2 separate regions of the Mus musculus genome follow, and region 1 is linked to region 2. Evidence: chromatin contacts called from public HiChIP or PLAC-seq data. All regions are on one chromosome and are shown on one strand. The core of a region is the stretch at or near the end of the contact, and the rest is flanking DNA. Distances in the headings are between cores, read along the strand shown.

What was found. HiChIP or PLAC-seq counts read pairs in DNA pulled down with a chosen protein or histone mark.
Region 1: a contact with region 2 is called in an H3K27ac HiChIP or PLAC-seq map of the HPC-7 cell line, with 5 times the contacts expected there. The contact joins the enhancer-like site here to the promoter of Dennd1b in region 2. A contact is called at or near these places in 3 of 39 promoter capture datasets (the C10 cell line, the HPC-7 cell line and liver), 1 of 15 datasets of contacts at CTCF or cohesin (CD8 T cells), 5 of 484 Hi-C or Micro-C datasets (the C2C12 cell line, cerebral cortex, granulosa cells and 2 more), 7 of 115 datasets of contacts at active chromatin or transcription factors (CD8 T cells, the HPC-7 cell line, the SCID.adh cell line and 3 more) and 2 of 9 other capture datasets (adipose tissue and liver).

Annotation. Positions count from the first base shown.
Region 1 is chr1:139,012,515-139,017,472 of GRCm38.p6, reverse strand. All of the region lies in intron 2 of Dennd1b (DENN/MADD domain containing 1B), which reads right to left. Among named protein-coding and RNA genes, the nearest start is that of 4930596I21Rik, 37 kb to the right of the region's middle. Within about 2 kb of position 1,907, at least 15 of the 459 cell types and tissues checked have an H3K27ac peak or open chromatin away from gene starts, as enhancers often do. A contact at or near this core is called in the HPC-7 cell line, where this site is marked.
Region 2 is chr1:138,960,083-138,965,278 of GRCm38.p6, reverse strand. Dennd1b (DENN/MADD domain containing 1B) reads right to left here and starts at 1,570. Exons shown (of 22, transcript NM_001166501.1): 1 at 1,394-1,570. The coding sequence starts at 1,410.

The sequences.
Region 1 (4,958 bases), core at 658-3,157, 52 kb before region 2:
ACCCCCACTGCCCCCACCCCCCACCAGAGAAGAGGGATGCTGGCTGGGTGGGGGAGCACCCTCTCAGAGGAGGGAGGGGTAGGGGGGATGGGATGATGAACTCAGGGAGGTGTGATTAGGAAGGGGCAACTTGTGGAATGTAAATAAAATAAAAATTTGAAAAAGAATAGAATGTAGCAGGGAGAGAAAATGAAGGGGGGGGGGCTGGATTAGTCAGAGAAGTGGCAGCAACCAAAGAAGAAAAGACAGCTAGGGCTATTCTGGGTTTTATGCTTTTCTATATGAATTTGAAAATTGTTCTTTTAAGATCTGTGAAGAACGGTGTTGGGAGTTTGATGGAGACTGTGTTGAATCTATCGATTGTTTTTGGTAAGGTGGCCATTTTCACTATGCTAACCCTGCCAATACAAGAACAAGAAAGATCTTTCCATCTTCTGAGATCTTCCAAAATTTCTTTCTTCAGGGACTTGAAGTTCTCATATTGGTCTTTCACTTGCTTGATCGGAGTTACACCTAGGTAGTTTATGTTATTTGTGGATACTGTGAAGGGTACTGTTTCCCTAACTTGTATCTCAAGCCATTTATCACTTATATAAAGAAAGGTTACTGATTAATTTGAGTTAATTTTGTGTCTAGCCACTTTGCTGAAGGTGTTTATCAGCTCTAGGAGTTCTCTGGTATAACTTTTCCATCACTTATATATACTACCATATCATCTGAAATAGTGATACTTTAATTTCTTTTCCAGTTTGAAGACCACCCGCAGTAGCCAGACAGGGATGGGGACACCAACCCACCTTCAAAATTGGTCCCAAAATTGGTCCTGTCTAAAAGAAATGCAGAGACAGAGATGGAGCAAAGACTGAAGGAATGGTCAACCAGTGACCACCCTATTTTGAGACCATCCCATCAGCAGGCATCAATCCCTCACACTCGTTTTGTTTTGTTTTGTTTAGTAAGAACAGTTTATTGAAAACACTGACAAAGAACAGTGAAGCTGGAACAGTGAAGCTTTGCAGATTTGGAAGGTGTACTTATCCAAAACAAAATGTCCTGGAGATTTGAGCTAGACATGAAGGTCCTTTGTTTTATATACACCCAACACATAGTGTCTTTAGTGCCCTGTGTTTTGGTTGGGCCCCTCACGGAGCTGTGGGTGGGAACACTCACCAGTGTCCCTTCTTCAGCGCACAGAGAAGTGGTCAGTGCTGCTGCTTAATCCCTCACACTATCAATGATGCTATGCTGTGCTTGCAGGCAGGAGCCTAGCCTCTGAGAGCCTTTGCCCAGCAGCTGACTGAGACAGATGCAGATACCCACGGACAAACATTGGATGGAGGTGGGGACCCCTATGGAAGAGTTAGGCAAAGAACTGAAGGAATGGAAGAGGATAGCAACCCCATAGGAAGACCAACAGTGTCAAAGAACATGGACCCCTGGGAGCTCCCAGTGACTGAGCCACCAATCAAAGAGCATACATTGGCTGGTCCAAGGCCCCCAAAACATATGCAGCAGAGGGCTGCCTTGTCTGACCTCAGTGGGAGAGGATGAGCCTAATCCCACAGAGACTTGGTACACCAGGGTTCTGATAATACTGGGGGGAGGGGACCCTCTGAGAGGCAAAGGGGAGGAGAGATGGGGGAGGAACTCTACAACAGGGGACTGGAAAGGGGGTCAACATTTGAGACATAAATAAATAAATAAATAAATAAATAAATTTAAAAGAAAATAAAATTCCCAAGTGCTGCAAGCCACAGCGAGGTGATGGGAGCAGAATGACAGCCACAGTTACAGACATAAAGCCATAGGAAGAACAGTAGGGCCAGGGAGAGAGGCAGACAGAGAAGCTGTGGGATAAGCACTGGGCAAGAGGCTTGTGTCCAAACAAATGAACTAAGCAAGGCTGTACATGGCGAAGGCAGAGGTAGAAGATTCAGCTAGACTTCCCTTTCTTTGATAACAATAAGTATTTGTGCATACTGGCAAGAAACAATGACTTAGTGGAAAGCCAGCAAAGAAGGGACACAAGACCCTTCAAAAGACAAAAGGAGAGTGGAATCCTAAGCAGCACAACAGCCTAGAGCTCGAATAGAAGCAAGAGTGTTTTCTGCTCTTATAGGACGAGGATGTAGGTTGTGCAATTCTGAGTAAGTTTGAGGAACTGGTGTGGTGGATTGTATAGAGATGCTGGTTCCTCCCCACACCTTCATGCTATAGGAAGCTCTCTGAAGCAAACTGGTTGTTCATGCTAAGTGTTCAGTTTAGGTAACAGTTTAATCTGGCATCGGAGACCAACAAAGTGGGATTTCCCATCATGATCAATAGCCAAGTGGGAGAGCTATCTGGTAGATCCAATCAACAGTCAAGTTTGTCAGCCATAACTGATGTAAAGAGAGCTTAAATATGTGAGTAGCTATGACTATGAATTAGTTATCACATTCTAACTTCAAATAAAAAGTAAACTTTTTCAGTAAAATCCATCAATGCTATGTATTTACCAAAATATACAAGTGCATTTTAAAAGATGTGTTTTCAGCCGTATGACTGTTTGGAGACAGCATGGCTGAGAAGCAAGATAAAAAATGGAAGCACAAGTGAAATAACAAGCTATGGCCCTGGGAGTGCTGACTCTCCCCGCACTGCATCAGGATGATTCTGTCACCACCAGAGACCATGCTGAAATCCACAAAATCAACCTACCTTCCCCGACTCTGGGCTAAAGTGAAGAACAGCCTCATCTGCTGACCTAAGTATCACACAAATGCCCTTCTTGTACAAGTGCTGTTGTGTAAGCATATTTAAAAGCATATACTTAGATGACCAAAGTAAAAATTTTAATTTCTGTCATATCTGCCAAAGTGTTTCAAACTAATAATTATTGTGACTTTATATCCACCCTGGGTTATATAAAGGGTTTAGGAAAGCATTCTACACAGTTATGTGGGACCAGTTGAAGCTCCCAAGATCAGAACAATCAATGCTTTGCAGTTTCCCCAGCATGCACCACAGCAAAGCATATCTTTACAGAACTGGTGGAAAGATATCACTCACTCTGACAATTTAGTAATGCAAAGAAAGCTGGGATTCACATACCCACTCCGAAAAAAAGCATTATGAGTTATAGAACATTACACATTTTAAGATCACAAGCAATATTTTTAAAAAAAGAAATTCGTTTCTGATAATTCAAATTAGAGTACACTCAATCCCAATAAAACATATAGTCAGATGTTTGTACAAGTTATTTTAAAAGTTAACACATGACAGGTGATAGGCATGCCAATTACCAAGGTCTTAGCATAACACATTAAATACATCTATTGAGATGTCAGAGCTGCCCAATAAATGTGTACAAATACAAAGACAATTGAAATATATACTGTAAAACATATCACTAATACAAAACTTTATTAACTTCTTAAGGATCTGGCAAGCAGTTCTCTTAACAACAGTGTGCAACAAAAATACCAGGAAAGTTCTCACTAAAAGCCCAGAATGTTGGCTCTTATCCACAGAACTTCTAATCCAGCATACGTGGGTCTAACAAGCTCCATGTGGCCCTTATCCTGCTCATTCTACAAGAATCACACCTGAAGAACTAATACTAGACTACATCCATCTTACAAGAATTAGCATTGAGGAATTTAATATATACTAGCTATAAATACTCTAAGCTATGTCAGTAATTCAGAATCCTCTGTATTTTTTGAAGAGTTATTTATGTGTATATATACACACAGAATCCAGTGCTGGAGTTGCTGGTGCCTGCAGGATGCCCAGCTTGTTATATGGGTGCTAAAATCCGAACTCCAACACTTCTGTTTGTGAAGCAAGTGCTCTTAGTCTCAGAGCTCTCTCTCCAACCCCTAGTGTGCTTTATTATGTACTTATACATGCACGTCTTCACAGAACTAGGAAAACCACCATCAATCACAGCAATTGCATTAGGAGATGATGCCATAAAAAACATTACTGGATATTTTTAAAATAATAAATATATGATGATAAATGCTAACATCATAATTCTATTTCTAGGTCCCAGTGAAACGAGAAACTCAAGAAGAAGGAAGACCAAAGTGTGGATATTTCGATCCTTCTTGGAAGGAGGACCAAAATACCCATGGAAGGAATTACAAAGTTCGAAGCAGAGACTGAAGGAATGACTATCCAGAGACTACCCACCTGGGGATCCATCCCATAAACAACCACCAAACCCAGACACTATTGCAGATGCCAATAAGATTTTGCTGACAGGAGCCTGATACAGCTGTCTCCTGAGAGGCTCTGCCAGTGGCTGGCAAATACAGAAGTGGATGTTCCCAGTCATCCACTGGACGGAGCACAGGGTCCCCAGTGAAGGAGCTAGAGAAAGTACCCAAGGAGCTGAAGGGGTTTGCAACCCTATAGGAGGAACAACAGTATGAACTAACCGGTACCCCCAGAGCTCCCTGGGACTAAACCACCAATCAAAGAAAACACATGGTGGGACTCATGTCTCTAGCTGCATATGTAGCAGAGGGTGGCCTAGTCAGCCATGAATGGGAGGAGAGGCCCTTGGTCTTGTGAAGGTTCTATGCCCCAGTATAGGGGAATGCCAGGGCCAGGAAGCGGGAGTGGAATTAAGGAAAGTGAGCAGGGGGAGGGGATAGGGGGTCTTCAGAGAGGATACTAGGAAAGGGGATAACATTTGAAATATAAATAAAGAAAATAACTAATTAAAAGTAAATAAATTTTTTTAAAAAATTGAAATGTTACACAGCATTTGTAGCTGTACCACTTCTGCAGCAAGCATGGAGGACTACAGCCTTACATGTGTCCATCTATACACTTAGGTCAACAGTCCCTATGTCCCTAGGGTATACGTAAGTGTGCAGGCATTCCACTATCTAGATTATCAAGAGGGATCTTTCTATATGCCACACTCTTAGCTATGTGAGGAATACTTTTTGCTGTATTTC
Region 2 (5,196 bases), core at 321-2,820:
TTTGTTTCAGTTCCTTCACAAGTACTAGTTTGGGTTTGTTTTTTTTTTTTTTTTTTCTTCCTAATTTCTTATACTACATGCTTAGCCCATTTATTTGGTACATTTCAAAAGGCAGACTGAAATATAGTGAGATACTCAAAGCAAACAAAAATTTGGTATTGTAGAGTTTCTTTCCATCAGAAGGTATAAGATTAAGTCTGGGGATGTAGCTCACCAGTGCACAGTATCTGCCCTAGAGTGCTTGAAGCCTTGGGTTTGACCATAATGGGAGGGAGAGGCAGGGGACTGTTAAAGGAAAAGACATCACAATGCACAAAAGTGATGGTGTATATTTCAATTACCCTGTTAAGACTAGTGCCTTTGTACATTGGCTTGTTTAATACATAATTTCTTTAAGATATTAATGCTATCTCTCACTTCTAAACAAACATTGATTTTAAATATATATATATATATATATATATATATATATATATATATATATATATATATATAACATGACATTCTTTAGAACTGGAGGGAAAGACAACCCATACAAATTAATTTATAAATATCCACTTCTCCACTTCCTCATCCCACCCGCTATTAACTTGTTTCATGAGCATAAACCGGGCTCCAGCTATCTTTTTTTTTAATTCCCTCATAGTACAATAAATTGTCCAAAGAGTAAGTTGTGTGTTTTTTTTTAATCACCCTGTCCTCTATGGTGTCAAATATTAAAGGAAATATTCTAAAATGTGTAACATTTCTATCTTCATAAGATATTTAGAATTTGTCTTAGGTAAATAAATCCTGACTCGGTAATACTTCTCTGCAATCTACAGGGCCTTTCACTGTGGCTCTAACACACAGTGAGGTAGAACGGAAGAGGAGGGGGCGGTCAAAGAAGACGAGATTTCTTCCCAAAGTAAAGTTTCCAGAGAAAAAGCTGCAAATACCCATCTCTAAGACACCTCCAAGCAGAGCCGCCACCGTTATTCAAATTGCTTTTTACCTACTCCCTACAAGTAAAATGGCCAATGGTGAAGAGCCACCTTAGTGCATATACCACTCTGCAAGCAGCACACACACTCAGCGGCTGCACAAACAAACACCGCTTTCATTTTAAACGAAGGGAAAGCATCAGAAAGCAACCCTGGCCACCCTGAAAAATCACCCTAAAGGGAACCACGGCGATCCTAACGCCGGGGGAGCGGTTCCCTAACCACCGCTCGCAGAGCCGCCCGCCCGTCCGCCCGCCCGCCCGCCCGCCGCGGCGCACGGCCGACCCGGCCCGGGGAAGACCGGTCGCCGGCCGGGCAGGCTTTGCGGCCTAGCGCCGACCTCCGCGCAGCGGGCCGTACCGGGCAGGCCGCACCCGGGGCCGCGGAGGCCTGGCCCCGCCGCCGCTCACCTGGTCCTGCGGTCCATGGTCACATGTCGCTGCGGGGCTGCCGTCGCCCCGCGCCCGCACGCCCGCACGCCGTCCGGGACGCGCTGCTCCGAGCGGCGGCTGGCCCACGGCGCCCTCCGCGGCCTCGCGGGGACAGCACCGCGGCGACGCCGCCCCCGCCCCTGCCCCTGCCCCCGCCTCTCGGTTCCCGCGACCCGGCCGGCGGCGGCTTCGCCACCTTCCGCGAACCAGGAAGTCGGCGGGAGGGGGAGGGGGCGCACGGGGACGCGCCCGGCGGCTGCACCTGGCCGCGCGGGCTCCGGGCAGGACCTGCCCTCCTGCTGTCCTGGGCACCGGCTCCTGCGATCCCCGGCCTGGGAAAGCACTTCTGCCCCGGGGTTCCCACATCACGACTCCCATTCATTGCAAATTGGGAGCTCGAGTGGATGCTCTGACTTCCGCCTCACTCCTGCCCGTGGCCCCGGTAGTGCTCTCTCGGAAACCCAGAGCCGCCCCCTCCTGATTCAGGAATGTTCAGACTTCATGCACCTGCTAACCAGCTCTGCCAAACTGCTCAAGGACAGGCTCCAGTTGCCGGCACATATGGGAAACACATTCCTGCCGCAGACACCGGACGCACAGCCAGGGACTTAACTTTTGAACACACAGTAGCAGGCCCCCTAGAGTGTCGTTCTAGGGGAGCTGAGAGGGCACCACGAAGGATGGAGGAGGTGGAACCTGATGTGTTTCTGTAAGCAGTGACAAACACTGGCTTGGTGTTTTCAACACCTGAGCTATAGGTAGGTACCTTAATCCAGAGCAAGAGACTGGATCTGAGATAAGGAAGCAGTAGGCAGTGGCAAAGTTGGAATCTAACCAAGCTCAGCTGCTGCTGATTCTTACTGTGGCTTCTTACTGCCTCGTCTGCTGCTGTCTCAGATGCAGGATCTACTAAGAAGACATTTAGAAAGATTTATGGTAGACGTTGAAAACATTGTCCAGGGCTGGAGAGTCACACAGACTCCTTAGGGACTGGAGAAGGCTTTCTCCCAGCTAGCATTCCCCCTTGACAAGGCTAGAGTGACTGTCATGCAGTAAGGGTTACTTCAGACTGTATCCATCCACACAGAAAGTACGAGAATGAGGAAACCAACATGGTATGAATGTGGTATGAGTCACGACACATAAAAGTCAGACACGGAGCCTTGGAAAATAAAGACTAGATTTGATCTTATACTTTCCTGCTAAAAAAAAAAAAAAAAAAAAAAAAAAACGGTGTTGCTCCATCAAGATAGAAAGATATAGTCCACAGCCACAAACCTCTTACTTTAAAAAAAAAAAAAAAAAAATGAGCTCCCAATGTGGTTGAAAAACAAAACAAAATGTCAGAGCATACTGTTTTTGTCACAGCTTGTCTTGGCGTGGGATATTAACTTCAGTTTCTCGCTTCCTACATTTGTAAAATGGGAATTATGATTCGCCTGTCACATGAGGACTGTGCTGTTCAAGTTTAAAATTGCAATGCTTCTTGTGAGATATTTGGAGAAATCAGTGAATTTCAGTTTCACAATTAGGCCAACTATACCATGTTTATATGGTTTTCCCATATAAAGATTTTTGCTGCCTAACTAACAAGTTAGCTTACTAGAAAGACTTGAAATAAATTCTGTAACTAAAAACGACTTCTGCCCCAAGAGTTCCTGAAATGTGAGAGTTTCTTCTTTCATTATAATTAATTCTTCTCCAAAGTAAACAATCCTGTCTAGGGTGACTGTGCCATGAATTCTTAGTTTGGGGTGAGAAAATAGTAACAAATGTTTTCAATGTCCGTTGTTGGAATTATATAAAATGACAGTTACTCTATAAAGTTAAGATTGTTACTTATTCAAGCTATACTAAGTATGAAGACAAAATGTCCCATATATTTACTCTGTATCAATCACATTTGAGGCCAACTACAATAAAGAGTTAGATATTATTGATCTTAATAAATAAACACAGGCAGGTATGATTTATATACATAGTTTATCGAAAATTAGTGCAGATAGAAGTTGGAATAAACCTGTCATGTTTATTGAAGTAAACCTATGTTTATTGAAACCAGTGATATAATTTTGGTAATTTTCGCTTCATAGAAAACAACATTACTAATAGAGAAGTTTATAGAAGGCAAATAATCAAATTGGTTGTCACATTTTCCCAAGATCATATTTCAGCAGTAATATTTCCTACTTGACAATAACATTTTTAGAACCATAGTAATTCAAGAACCAGATACTATAATAGTATTGGCAAGGAGCACATAACAGGACTATAGATTAGTGGCAGAGTAGTTGCCCACCACCTACAAGGTTCTGGTTTGATCCCCAGCACAAGAAGAGGAGAAAAAAAGTAAAATATATTCTTCAGCTCATGACTGTAGTAATCTAAGAATATGACCTTGATGATGAATGTGGTGATGTCTATTACTAAGTTGGTTTCAGCTTTGACACAATTTAATAGTGGGAGAGAAGGTGAATTAAGATACACTAACATGTCCATAGGCCTACCTATTTCAACCTACACTTCTGTCATTTTTTTGGTTGGTTGGTTTCGGGTCTTGTTTTGTTTTGTTTTAATAGTGGTTTCCTAGTAGTAGTGTAGCTCTTTTGATCTTTTTACATAGAAACTTTCTAAACCATTATGTTTGAGCTTTTTCTTCAATACCTGATTGTGCCCATTTTCCTCAAGCTACACCCAAATGGTCTCTGGCTGATGTCATTACCTGTTGGAGATGTGGGAGAACCCAAGTCTGGTGCAAGCATGGTTGGTCTTGTGAACCAGCTCCTCTGTTTCTCAAAGTATGGATAACCACAGAGATAAGCACGTGTGCCTTCGAAGTGACATGTTATTAGTATACAGGAGTGCCCCTTCGCAGCCCCTTCCCTCTGGGAAGAAGAAAGAGGCACACAGACTCTCAAAGGTATTTAGAAAATAATTCCAGCACTAATGTTTTAGATCTAATGCAGCCCAAGCATCTGGGCTCTTAGAATAAGTATCCGTTATATCTGTTGATAAATTGTATTTATTTTTGCTGTTAAATGTGCTTCCCATTCATCTTTTTTCTTTTCTGTGTTCCTTCCCAGATTTTTAAAAACTTGGTATTTTTCATGTTATCATTTCTGACCTCCTTCTACTCTAACCTATAGCTGGGAAGTGGTGGACTCCCTGTTCATTAACTAAACACACCTGGGCTCTGTCTGGGCTTATCAGTTTATCTCGAAGTTTAAGGTTTCAAATAACTAACTTAGAATCCAGTTTTTGAGGCACCCTGCTCCTCTACTGTAGCTGCCACTGCCACATTCCAATCGGCCATGCCCCAGAATCTAACTCTACGTGGCTTCCTCTTAACATAAGCAAATAGTTATCAATCTCAAATGATGAATTATATTAATTTTGCTATTAAGCACTTAATAAAAATATTATCAAAAACCCATGTGACGAAACATCTTTCTTTCCTCTTCTCCAAGCAATGTATCCCAAGTTGTAAAATAAATTATCTTACCTCTGACCAGCTTCTGCTAGTTCACACTTATCTCCATTCCTCAGCCTGCCAGACATTGGAAAACCTCAAACAGCCCTTGAAATGCAGAGCAGAGATTATTGGCAGGAGAGCAGGACCAGGAGATTATAATCAGAGGGCTTGAATTTTCTTCAGGGACTCTGTAAAGTCTCTCTTGAACTTCGAGAAGCATACAATGTTTGTGTAACCCTACACACTGCATGGGAAGCAAGCGCCTGACCCCACCCACAAGATACTTCACATAAATAAAACATCATCATTG